Linked DNA regions of Zea mays: regions 2 and 3 are each linked to region 1. The links are chromatin contacts, called in public Hi-C maps. All regions are on one chromosome and are shown on one strand. The core of a region is the stretch at or near the end of the contact, and the rest is flanking DNA. Distances in the headings are between cores, read along the strand shown. Region 1 holds the start of LOC103630881. Region 2 has its middle 56 kb from the start of LOC100273114. Region 3 has its middle 20 kb from the start of LOC100273114.

What was found. Hi-C and Micro-C count contacts between places; a contact is called where the count stands out from the background.
Region 2: a contact with region 1 is called in a Hi-C map of leaf, with 3 times the contacts expected there. The contact joins the enhancer-like site here to the promoter of LOC103630881 in region 1. A contact is called at or near these places in 2 of 25 Hi-C or Micro-C datasets (both in leaf).
Region 3: a Hi-C map of bundle sheath shows a contact between it and region 1, with 4 times the contacts expected there. The contact joins the enhancer-like site here to the promoter of LOC103630881 in region 1. A contact is called at or near these places in 12 of 25 Hi-C or Micro-C datasets (bundle sheath, ear, leaf and 3 more).

Annotation. Positions count from the first base shown.
Region 1 is chr6:19,397,867-19,401,306 of Zm-B73-REFERENCE-NAM-5.0, reverse strand. LOC103630881 reads left to right here and starts at 1,522. Exons shown (of 12, transcript XM_035960265.1): 1 at 1,522-1,528; 2 at 1,657-2,007; 3 at 2,263-2,409; 4 at 2,483-2,643; 5 at 3,188-3,233. The coding sequence starts at 1,522. It also overlaps the pseudogene LOC100277558 and the pseudogene LOC109940319.
Region 2 is chr6:19,327,779-19,331,321 of Zm-B73-REFERENCE-NAM-5.0, reverse strand. It overlaps the pseudogene LOC103630880. Among protein-coding and RNA genes, the nearest start is that of LOC100273114, 56 kb to the right of the region's middle. Within about 2 kb of position 1,356, at least 9 of the 20 cell types and tissues checked have an H3K27ac peak or open chromatin away from gene starts, as enhancers often do. A contact at or near this core is called in leaf, where this site is marked.
Region 3 is chr6:19,292,551-19,295,799 of Zm-B73-REFERENCE-NAM-5.0, reverse strand. It overlaps the pseudogene LOC103629065. Among protein-coding and RNA genes, the nearest start is that of LOC100273114, 20 kb to the right of the region's middle. Within about 2 kb of position 1,584, at least 18 of the 20 cell types and tissues checked have an H3K27ac peak or open chromatin away from gene starts, as enhancers often do. A contact at or near this core is called in bundle sheath, ear, leaf and 2 more, where this site is marked.

The sequences.
Region 1 (3,440 bases), core at 273-2,772:
TCCTCCATATTTACTGTTGTTATGTACACCCTTTTGTTCCAACAAATGATGTTTAAAAAAATATCATAACTGAAAAGGATTACATGAGCAATCCATAGAGCATTCAATTATTGTACAGAGAAGCAGACAACTTTCACCCATTTCTATACCCAAAATCTGATGTTCTAATGTTAAAATATCATAAAAACAAGTGAAACCCAGTGTGATAGTGTACAATGTCCCCTCTTTTTTTTGCATCCCATGAAAAAAGCAGTTTATAACTGTCTTCGATAGCCCTTCAACGTGTTCTGGAAGCTACCATCCAGGCATCCAGCAATTTTAAAGAAGTCAAAAAATTGCAGATTGTTCAGCAAATGCAAAAGATCAACACTAATTTCTAATAGTACCTGATTCAAGGGTATACGGATGGGAACGCAGACACTTAAGACACATAACTCTTGACTATTTCTTCTGTTGTTCTTGTTCATCATGCTTTTGCCATGGATTGAGAGCTTCTCTCATAGCTTGGGCCTCTAGACTGCTTTCCCAAGCTCGTTTTTCTGACCCCAGGACAGTTACCTTCTCATCTGTAGCATAGGACCATAGAGGCAAAACATGTTTAAAAAAAGAGGCATTCTGATGCAGCAGCGAACAACAGAGAAACAAAATGAACTTGACAGGATGAATGGTACTAGGTAACTTCAACTAGTTATGTGGACACCAAAATATCAAATATTTGGATTGTTATTGATGGGAAGATGCACTGAACTGCACATAATCCGTCCAAGTATAATCACTATTTTGAAAATCTCAAAGAAACAACAAGGGGGGATTGGATGTTGAGCAGGTAGGGGGTGAGGGGAGGTAGAAGTGTACAAAAGCCCGTGTGGATCATGAAGAGCTCCATGGCAGCGCCAATGGAGGCCCCACCGCCGCAATCTTCAGGTACCACCCCGCGAACCTCATAATACGTCTCCCCCCAAGCGAATCCTCGGAGGCAGAGGCGGCCGGAGGCCACCGGAGTGAGCTGAGCCAGCGGTGGTTGCTTTGAGCAGAAGGCTCAAGGAGTGGAAGCCAAACTAATCCTGATCGTTGAGGCCAAATGAATAAGATCGATGAGCAGGATCAAATTCATTTCCCTTGCTGCCCAAACAAAAATGGGGGCCCACGGCCCACCGAGCCCAAAAAGGCTGGCCCGCATCGCGTTCAATCCTACCAATCGCACACTCCGACCCCTGTGACCAGACGCCCATGGCGGCGAGATTATTGCCATTACGGAACACGGCAGAGAGGGATTCGATGAAATGGAGGTGTAGGGAAATGCTTCGACCATTTGGAGGCGCAGACGATGGCAAAGTGCTGGTATGGACTTGAATCACCCATTAGCCGCTGCTCACATCGATTAAGTTGCTTGAGCTAACGTCGTGAGGTCCTTGCGTGCTCTGCCGTCGCTTTCCTCTTCTTAGCCGTGAGTTATGTTCTTCCTTCACATTCTCTCCCATTGGCTGGTGGTACGAGCATCATGGTAACGTGGCGGCCGGCATGGCTTGTGCGCGGAGCGATAATGCGGGAGACCAGTGTGGGCTCCATTCTCTCCTAGCTGGCTTGACTTCTAGGCATCTGGGGAGGAGCATGAGGGCAACAGTGACGCGCGGTGAGGGTTGTGACGCTGACGAGGCCTGCAGCCACCCGCGCACGCCCGAGCCCCATCCGTGGGGACCTCCTGCCGTTGCCACCGCCGCCGTTCTACTCTGCCTCGGTGGAGGAGTCTCCCACGATGCAAAAGTCATGGTGGTGGGAAGCCGGTCGTCACAGACACTGTCGACGAGGTGACACCCGATAAGGGGCCAGAGACTGAGATTAAGGGAGAGGAAGAGAATGAGGCCGTCGCGAGGCGTGGGGCTCCGGGGTGGCTGAGGCTTGACGGGGTTGCGGCGGACATCCTCGCCATCGCCGCGCCCGCCGTGCTCGCGCTCGCCGCGGACCCCATCACGGCGCTCGTCGACACCGCCTTCGTCGGACATATCGGTAATCCACTATTCTGAGCTTTTGTAATCCAATTCATTTCTTCATTTGAAACCTAGAATCATGCATGCCATACCTTGCTCTCACTCCGGCACGGCATTGTAAAATCTAGTTATCCTTTGTGTTATATGATGATGTGAAAAGCTCATGGGCCTGATGAAGGCCTAGATACAAAAATAGGGAAGACACTGGTTTTAGTAAACAATTAAGAGGGTGTCAACCGTTTCACCCATTTGATGAGAAAGAGTCTCTTATCAGGTTCGGCTCAGCTTGAGGCTGTTGGTGCATCGACTTCCATATTCAATTTGGTATCCAAGCTGTTTAATGTGCCGCTACTTAATGTCACCACATCCTTTGTTGCTGAGCAGCAGGCAATGGATGGCAATTCTAACACCACAAGGGAAAGTAAGCATTTCCATTTGTTTTCTGAAGGCTCTGTTGTTCACGTTACACTGATTAGTGTTTAGTTCTCACCTAGGAGATGAATTTTTGACACCAATAGAGAAGGTAAGGCAACAAAAGAAGGTTCTTCCGGCTGTATCAACATCCTTGGCTCTAGCTACTGGTATTGGACTGTTGGAAATGGTAGCTCTGATTGTTGGATCTGGGACCCTGATAAACATCATTGGTATACCCGTCGTACGTAAGACCAATTTATTCACATTTTTAGATTTCTAGGATCTATATTTCTTCCCTTGAACTTGGTATCAGCACTGGGTGTTAATATTCTTAGGTGTTTCATGTATATTTGGTTGGCTGTTGGTCTGAACCATCTGATGTCTATGTGCCTAAGTTGCTAATGAAATCTTTGCAAAAATCATTGTGCCTAAGTCACTATTCATAATGAAATATCTGAAAGTGCTTTCACCTTATTATATGAATCTAATGGGAAACTTGTCGACAAACATTTTCCTATCATGTCACACATTTGGTGCTGCAAAAATATAGCACTTCTAGACTATTTTACCTTGCCATTTTGTACGTGGTGGGTGGGCTTCTTGAATTCAGACTATGAAACCAGGTTTCCATGGTCTGTCAACTCAAAGTTTAAGGTTCCATAATGTTGCGACTGCTATGAGTTATACTTAATGACACCTTCTGTGACTAATTCTCTATATTATTACAGTTTTCTTTCAAAACACTCTTCACTGAACATAAGTTTTTCACTTTACTGTCAACACAGGATTCACCAATGCGAGCACCAGCAGAACAGTTTCTGACACTGAGGGCACTTTGTAACACCTCAATCTTATTTTTGGAATTTAGTAAAACTCTCAAAAGTTTTGAATTGAAATATCTTTTAATAATACTTCTCTTATTTTAAAGTTACACCTCCTAAAACAAATATGGTTTCTAATAAAGATTTAATAAAAATACCCCTATATGATTTTAGTTATCACTTTGTTGAAATAACATATTTATAAATATTCTCTAAA
Region 2 (3,543 bases), core at 107-2,606, 70 kb after region 1:
ATGACCCACTCCTTTTGATGCCTACATGAGTATGTAAGAGCTTGTTCCTGAGTACCTTCACCCATGTGGGCATAGTTGGCAAAGTAGGCTGGTTTCATCTTCCTGATGTCACCATCCTTCTCACCGCTACATTTCTCTAGCTCCTCAATTTTCAACCTCAACCTTGCTACTTCAGCCTTCTCAGCATCAAGAGCCTTAGCAACAGCCTCTTTCTCCTTCACCAAATCAGACTCTCTCCTTCTAGCAAACACCCTAGCCTCCTGTTCCCTCGTCATCGCCGTCAGCCTCGCCAACACCTCCTTGGCAGCCACCAATTTCTCCTCCAGTTCACCCTTCTCGCCAAACAGCTCAGAGTTCCTACACTCCAGTTCCGCCACCACCGCCTCCACTCTCCGGACCTTTTTGGACATGACAGCCACCTCCGATGCCTTGAGGTCTGGTTCTACGGACTGGACGCCTTTCATATTGAGGATCCTCTTCCTGATCCCCTCGGCGCAGGCCTCGCAGTGCATGTGTGCCTTCAGCACCACGGCGATCAGCGGCGACTCCTTCTGCACGTACTCCACCACCTTCATGGGATTAGCAGACGCCTCCAGGCTATGCTCCAGCAGCTCCTCCATGAGCTCGCACATCTACTCCTTCACCACAACAAGCAGAGCAGTAGCTCCGGCTTCAAGCAGACAGGACAGTTCAGAACTCGCTTCAGAACCCCATACCAGCTCCTACCGGCCTCCACAGCTACACAGGCCACAACAGCTACGAGGGCAGCAGTAGGGACTTCCTCCTCTTCCCCCTTTCTCAGCTGCAGGAGCAGCACCACCTCACTCTCCCCAACTCCACGCTCACCGCAGCAGTAGAGGCTTCCTCCTCTTCCCCCTTTCTCAGCTGCAGGAGCAGCAACAGCAAACTTGCTCGGTCCTTGAGGTACTCGGCCTTCTCTTCTTCCTTGGGAGCAGCTACAGCACCAGCGTCCGTAGCAGCAATCCCAGCAGCCACACCAGCGGAGGGGCCCGAGGGCGACCACCAGGAACTGAGGGGTCGAGCAGGGGGGAGTGCGCAGCTGGTGCGCATAGGGGCGGGAGCCCACGCCGACGAGCTCGCCGTCGCACAGGACGGGGACGGCGGCCGGCACCGGCGCGGACGAGTCGAGGACGCGCGGATGAGCTCGCCACGCCAGCTGCCAGGGGGCCGCCCGCCGAGCTGCGCTCCATGGATCCGCCTCCTCCACGCGCTTCTCCACCACGGTTTCCTGCTCCGGCTCCGGGCTCGGCTGGGTGACCGCCTTCTTCCTCACACGCGCAAGGCGGAGCTCGAGTGGCGGCGCCTGCGAACCCTAGCTCCATATACCATGTTGTTGATTTGGGGTGAGTTATTCCTCACAACACCCCCAAGCTCACATTATATTTCACCATTATACAAGAAACCCCTTACACTTGTTCTATTTACACCAACAGTATTCACTATCAAACTCTCTTTGTTACTCAAATATGTTTACAATTTTTGTCTCCGGCTAGAAAATTTTCAGCATTCAATATCAAACTCTCTTTGTTACTCAAATATGTTTACAATTTTTGTCTCCAGCTAGAAAATTTTCAGCATTCAGTATCAAACTCTGAAGCACGTTTCTCGACAATGGGGTCTGACGACAGATCTAACAACTGATGAATTAGACATTCTTGTTTGAAAACAGAACAGCTCCTCAGCATCATTAAACTTCCTTCTTTGATTTCTCAACTCGACATTCCTTTCATTTCTGAAAACTAATGTGCACTTTGACAGTTGACAGTTCTAGCTTGTTAGCTGCAGTCTGCTAGTATGTTTCAGCAAATGCTTGGTCTGAACATCTACAGATTCAGTCATTGGAACACTGATACAACTGTAGTTTTGTTAGCCAGTTCAAATTTGACTTGCATAGTTTTAGAGTTTCAGCAAATGTTCTTGATTCAGGAGTTGTAAGACTGGCAGAACTGGGTTTAGACCCCTCAAAAATCCTGTCAGTCAGAGATCAGAGCATCAGCAGAATAGTTCAGTAGTATGCATATGCACGGACAGTTGGTGGCAGATTTGGGCCAAACAAGGGATGGATTAGGATTTTTAGTTAAGAATTGATTGCCTCAACATAAAATTTGTTGATAATTTGTCCACAACTAGACATTTTCCGGTGTTCAGAAATCAGAACCTTTTGAACTGAAAATTTGCAACAATTGTGAACTGAAGCTCTGAAGTTAAACCGACTGTGTTTCCTGTGAATTGGGCCTAGCAATTCATAAATTAGTTAGTTATACTTTGTCCAAGTAAAGGTCAAGTTATTGTTTCGACAGTACCTGTCACACCCGGATTTTTAGGGGCAAACCCGGGCGCGACTCACATGCGTGACAGGATCAAGTCTCACACATATGATGACTCATGGTATAGATATCAATGTCATATCTTTATTAAATAATCGGAGTTCTGTACAAAATAACTAAAATATATTACACCATATGACGACGATGATCCTCCACAATCCCTAGTTGACTGGGAGACGACGGCCTAGATCTCTCCGAACTCATCTTCATCAAAGTCTTCCTCCTTGCCTGGAATGCACCTGTTCTTAACCTGGGGTGGGAGTAAGCAAGGGTGAGCTCCCATACGGTCATCGCTCAATAAGTTGTGGGGAATAATGTGCATGAGCTCACTTACGGTGGGGCTCATGTAGTGTAAGGCTTACCAAGGAAAATGGTTAAGGCTGAGCATTGCTTTTAATAAGTTGGTCAAAATTTTATTAGCAGTTACTAAGTATAAGTATATACCAACCTAATTAAATAATTGATCACAATAATAATAATTCCCACAATGCAATGCAAATGCATGTCAAATTAAGTTTAGTTCCATAATTTACTCATGTGAGGGTCCGAGCCGCTCTTGACCGTGAGCACGGCTGATATACCAGTTTTACACTCTGCAGAGGTTGTGCATCTTTACCCACAAGTCGTGTTACCCATTTGCCAAGGGATCGCGACTTCCCATTCATCTCAACCGAGGAGACGAGGCAGGGTCCCACTACGAGGCCTTTACAAAGTTCCACTAGCTTCAGAAAACCCGCTACGGTTTCTGCGAGAAGGGGGCGATATAGGAATCCCTCGTCCGAAAAGCCATCGCAGCATGATCGACCCGAGAACCTCCCTATACCGGCAGCTCCTAACACCGCGGTTGCCCCTTTCGGGTAAGGTAGTCCTCCACTAGCTTTCCTAATTAGTTAGCCAAGGACGTCCCATTCCACCCTTGTGGTAGCACTGTTTTCCCGGGTGGTTCTTGATAGTCGCCTAGAGGGGGGGGTGAATAGGGCGAAACTGAAATTTACAAATATAAACACAACTACAAGCCGGGTTAGCGTTAGAAACAATAATGAGTCCGTGAGAAAGGGCGCAAAACAAATCGCAAGCGAATAACAAGTGAGACACGTGGATTTGTTTTACCGAGGTTCGGTTCTTGCAAACCTACTCCCCGTTGAGGAGGCCACAAAGGCCGGGTCTCTTTCAACCCTTTACCCTCTCTCAAACG
Region 3 (3,249 bases), core at 335-2,834, 110 kb after region 1:
ATATGATGTTATTATTAGGGGGTTCTGCTTGGAATGCAGGAAATGTAAGAGGTGAACATCTTGTGTTCCAAGCAGGACCTCCATCAGAATTTGTATCATGTTGGAATCAGTCAATTGTTGTATTATGTTCATCGTGAGTACTAGTACTTGCTAGCACTAGCAAGATGGTAGTGCAACTGTGCAAGCTACTGTTTTTTTTTTTTGGGAGAGAGAGAAGGATAGAATCCAAACTGTTCTTGGTGTTAGAACGGTAGGGGATGGAGACATCAGACGACATGAGACATGGGCATGCTAATTGTAACACCCAAAATTCCTATGATGGTAGGTTTGAAGAATTCTCCAACAAAAACAAGTAAAAATGTCTTATAATAAGAATTTTCTCTACTTTTGAAATTACTCTTCCTAAAATAAAGAAAAGATGAACAGGGAATCTTGAATTAAACTAAGCATTTGAAAAGAGATATTGTCTTGCACTAAATGAGGGCACTATTAACCAACTTTAGGTTTGAATCTTGATACTAGAATTATAATTTGAACTTCAGAAAAAAAAAAACAAAGGAAAAGTTTTCAATTTGTTTAATTAAGGGACTTGCTTCCTTTGTATGCATACAAGCATTTTTCTAAGAAGATAAATAATTAGTATACAAACATACTTGCATCATGCTGGTTCTTTGATGTATTTGGTTTATATTCAAAGCCCCAAACTAAGTTTGAATTTGTTTGAAAACTAAAATCTGAAAATAGAAAAGAAATAAGAAAAACAGAAAATAAAATGAGAAAGAGAAGAAGTGTACCTGTGCTTTCTTACCTGTTCGGCCCAAGGTCCCGCGCGGCCCAACTTCCCTCGCCGTGCCACATCACCAGCCAGCACGCCCTCTCGTCCATTTCACCGGCGTGTGGGCCCAGCAAGTCGGGTCCTCGGTCATGGAGCGAACAAAGCAAACTCCCGAAGTCTGCGCGCTCTCGTCCGGTCTCTGGCAGTGGGGCCCTCGTATTAGATTTCTCCTCTTCCTATCGCATCGGACTCCAACAGAAATCCGAGCACCCGGGGATCACGGCGACTCGCGTGGTTATCCCTTCGACCGGCGAGCGTATAAATTCGTGCCATGCTCGCTTCACCTTGGCCATCCAAAACGAAAACCCGATGCCGTGAGTCGCCATCGCCGCGGAGAAAAGCGCAGAGAGAGATAAAGATATCCGCCACACGGGCATCCTACCTACATCGCCGCTCGGGGCTCGGCGTGCGGTCTGGGCGATTCGCCGGGGCACCCCGCGCTTGGGCGCAGCCATCTCGAGCGTGGAGCATGGCCGGAATTCAAGGGAAGTGCACGGGAACTTGCATCTCGTGGCGGATCCGCGCTGCACCATCGACCAAGCCTCGCATTCATCTCCACTGACGGTGAGGCACTCTATCATACTCGCTATGATTCCCACATCGTGTAGAACATGCTGTTTCGGAGTTTGGGCCGGCGGACTGCCAGTGCACGCACGCCGGCCATGGCGCCGCCGTGTGGTGAGGGCCTAGGCGCCGCCGGTCTCTCAACCGAAGTAGGGGGGATGAGGCGGTTGGGGTAGAAGGGGGGATTGCCGTTGGATTCGCAGTGGGTGGCCGAGATTAGATTAAATATACCCCTTCGGCTCAACCAGATCTGAGCCATTGATCCCGCGATCAACGGCTCGCGTTCGTCCGCAAGTGTTAGTCGGGGTAAAATCGCAAAAGAGTCCCCAAGCTCCTTTATAATTAACCCGCCGTCCATATGTATTGAATGGGAATAGAATCTTTTTTTTTAAAGAGGGCAACCCCCTATTTCATTAAGAAATAGAACCAAACACAGTTTTTACATAAGACCCGACATAACCAACAGCCACAAGCCGATAAGCCTACCACAATATCAGCAACATATAGGTCCGAAACTCAACTGGAGGCACACACACCATATCTAAAGTAGTTCAACAGACTAACAAGCATCACTGAATATCTACAAAGGACAAATCCCAAAAGCAGCCAGGGACCACGCGTCACCAGAAATGACTGAACAGCAAGTTTTGATCAACCAAAAGAAGACAAGCTGAACACGACTAGAAGAGATGCGTAAACAGCTGCAAAATGTCACTGGAGACGCCTGTCAACCGGCTTCCAACCATGGGCCTTGCTGTAGATATCACTTGCTATCTTTCGAACTCTGCGGCTTCCTTGTTCCACCAGTCTTTTTCCCTTCTTTGTCTGTCGAATAGACCAAGCATCAATCCAATAACAGCAGGAAAAAATTATATTTAACGGATCATCAATCAACCTAGCATTGAAGCAGCAATCATTCCGAGTGCGCCATATAGCCCAAATAACAGCACCACATCCGAAAACGATCAGATTTTTTTTAGATTTATGAAAACCATTGATCCAGGGACCAAAGAGGTCAGCTGTGTTTTTGGGGGTAGAGGACATTTTGAAAGCAATTTGGATGATTCTCCAAATAAATCTGGCCACAGGGCAGTGGAAAAATAAATGATCTATGGATTCTAATAATCCACAAAAAATACAATCCATATTCCCATGCCAGTGCCTTTTAGCCAAATTGTCTTTTGTCAAAATCCTATTATTTTTGACCAACCATAAGAACACTTTAATCTTGTGTGGAAGTCTGGATTTCCACAGAAAGTTCACAGGAACATCAATCATGGAATTTTTTAACATTTTGTAAAAGGATTTTACCGAATAACCTTTGCAACCCAACAGCCAACTTGAAGAATCATCATTTTCAGAAAGCAAGGTCTGACTACACTGATCCATAAGATCAGTGTAGGCCTCACCTAACGTACCAACGAGCCTTCTCCTGAAAGTCAGCATCTGAAAGTTGGAAGAGACCACCTTATGCACAGTGATATCCTTATCATAGGCAACCACAAACAAATTAGGATACTTGTCTGCAAAATTCATATTACCACACCAAATGTTTTTCCAAAAACTGGAGCTCTTACCATCACCAATAATTTTTTTACAATATTTAAAATATTTGTCTCGAACCGAGAGAATACCTTTCCAGAAATGAGAATCTGAAGGTCTATTCTTCACAGAAATAATAGGCTTGTTCTTGATGTATTTACTCTTAATAATGGATTGCCACAAACCACTAGTATTTTCTAGTCTCCAAATCCATTTAGCCAACAAAGCTTCATTCATTTTTTGCAGATCCAAAACACCAAGACCACCCATATTTTTGGGAGAGCAAACTAAATTCCACGCAGCCAAAT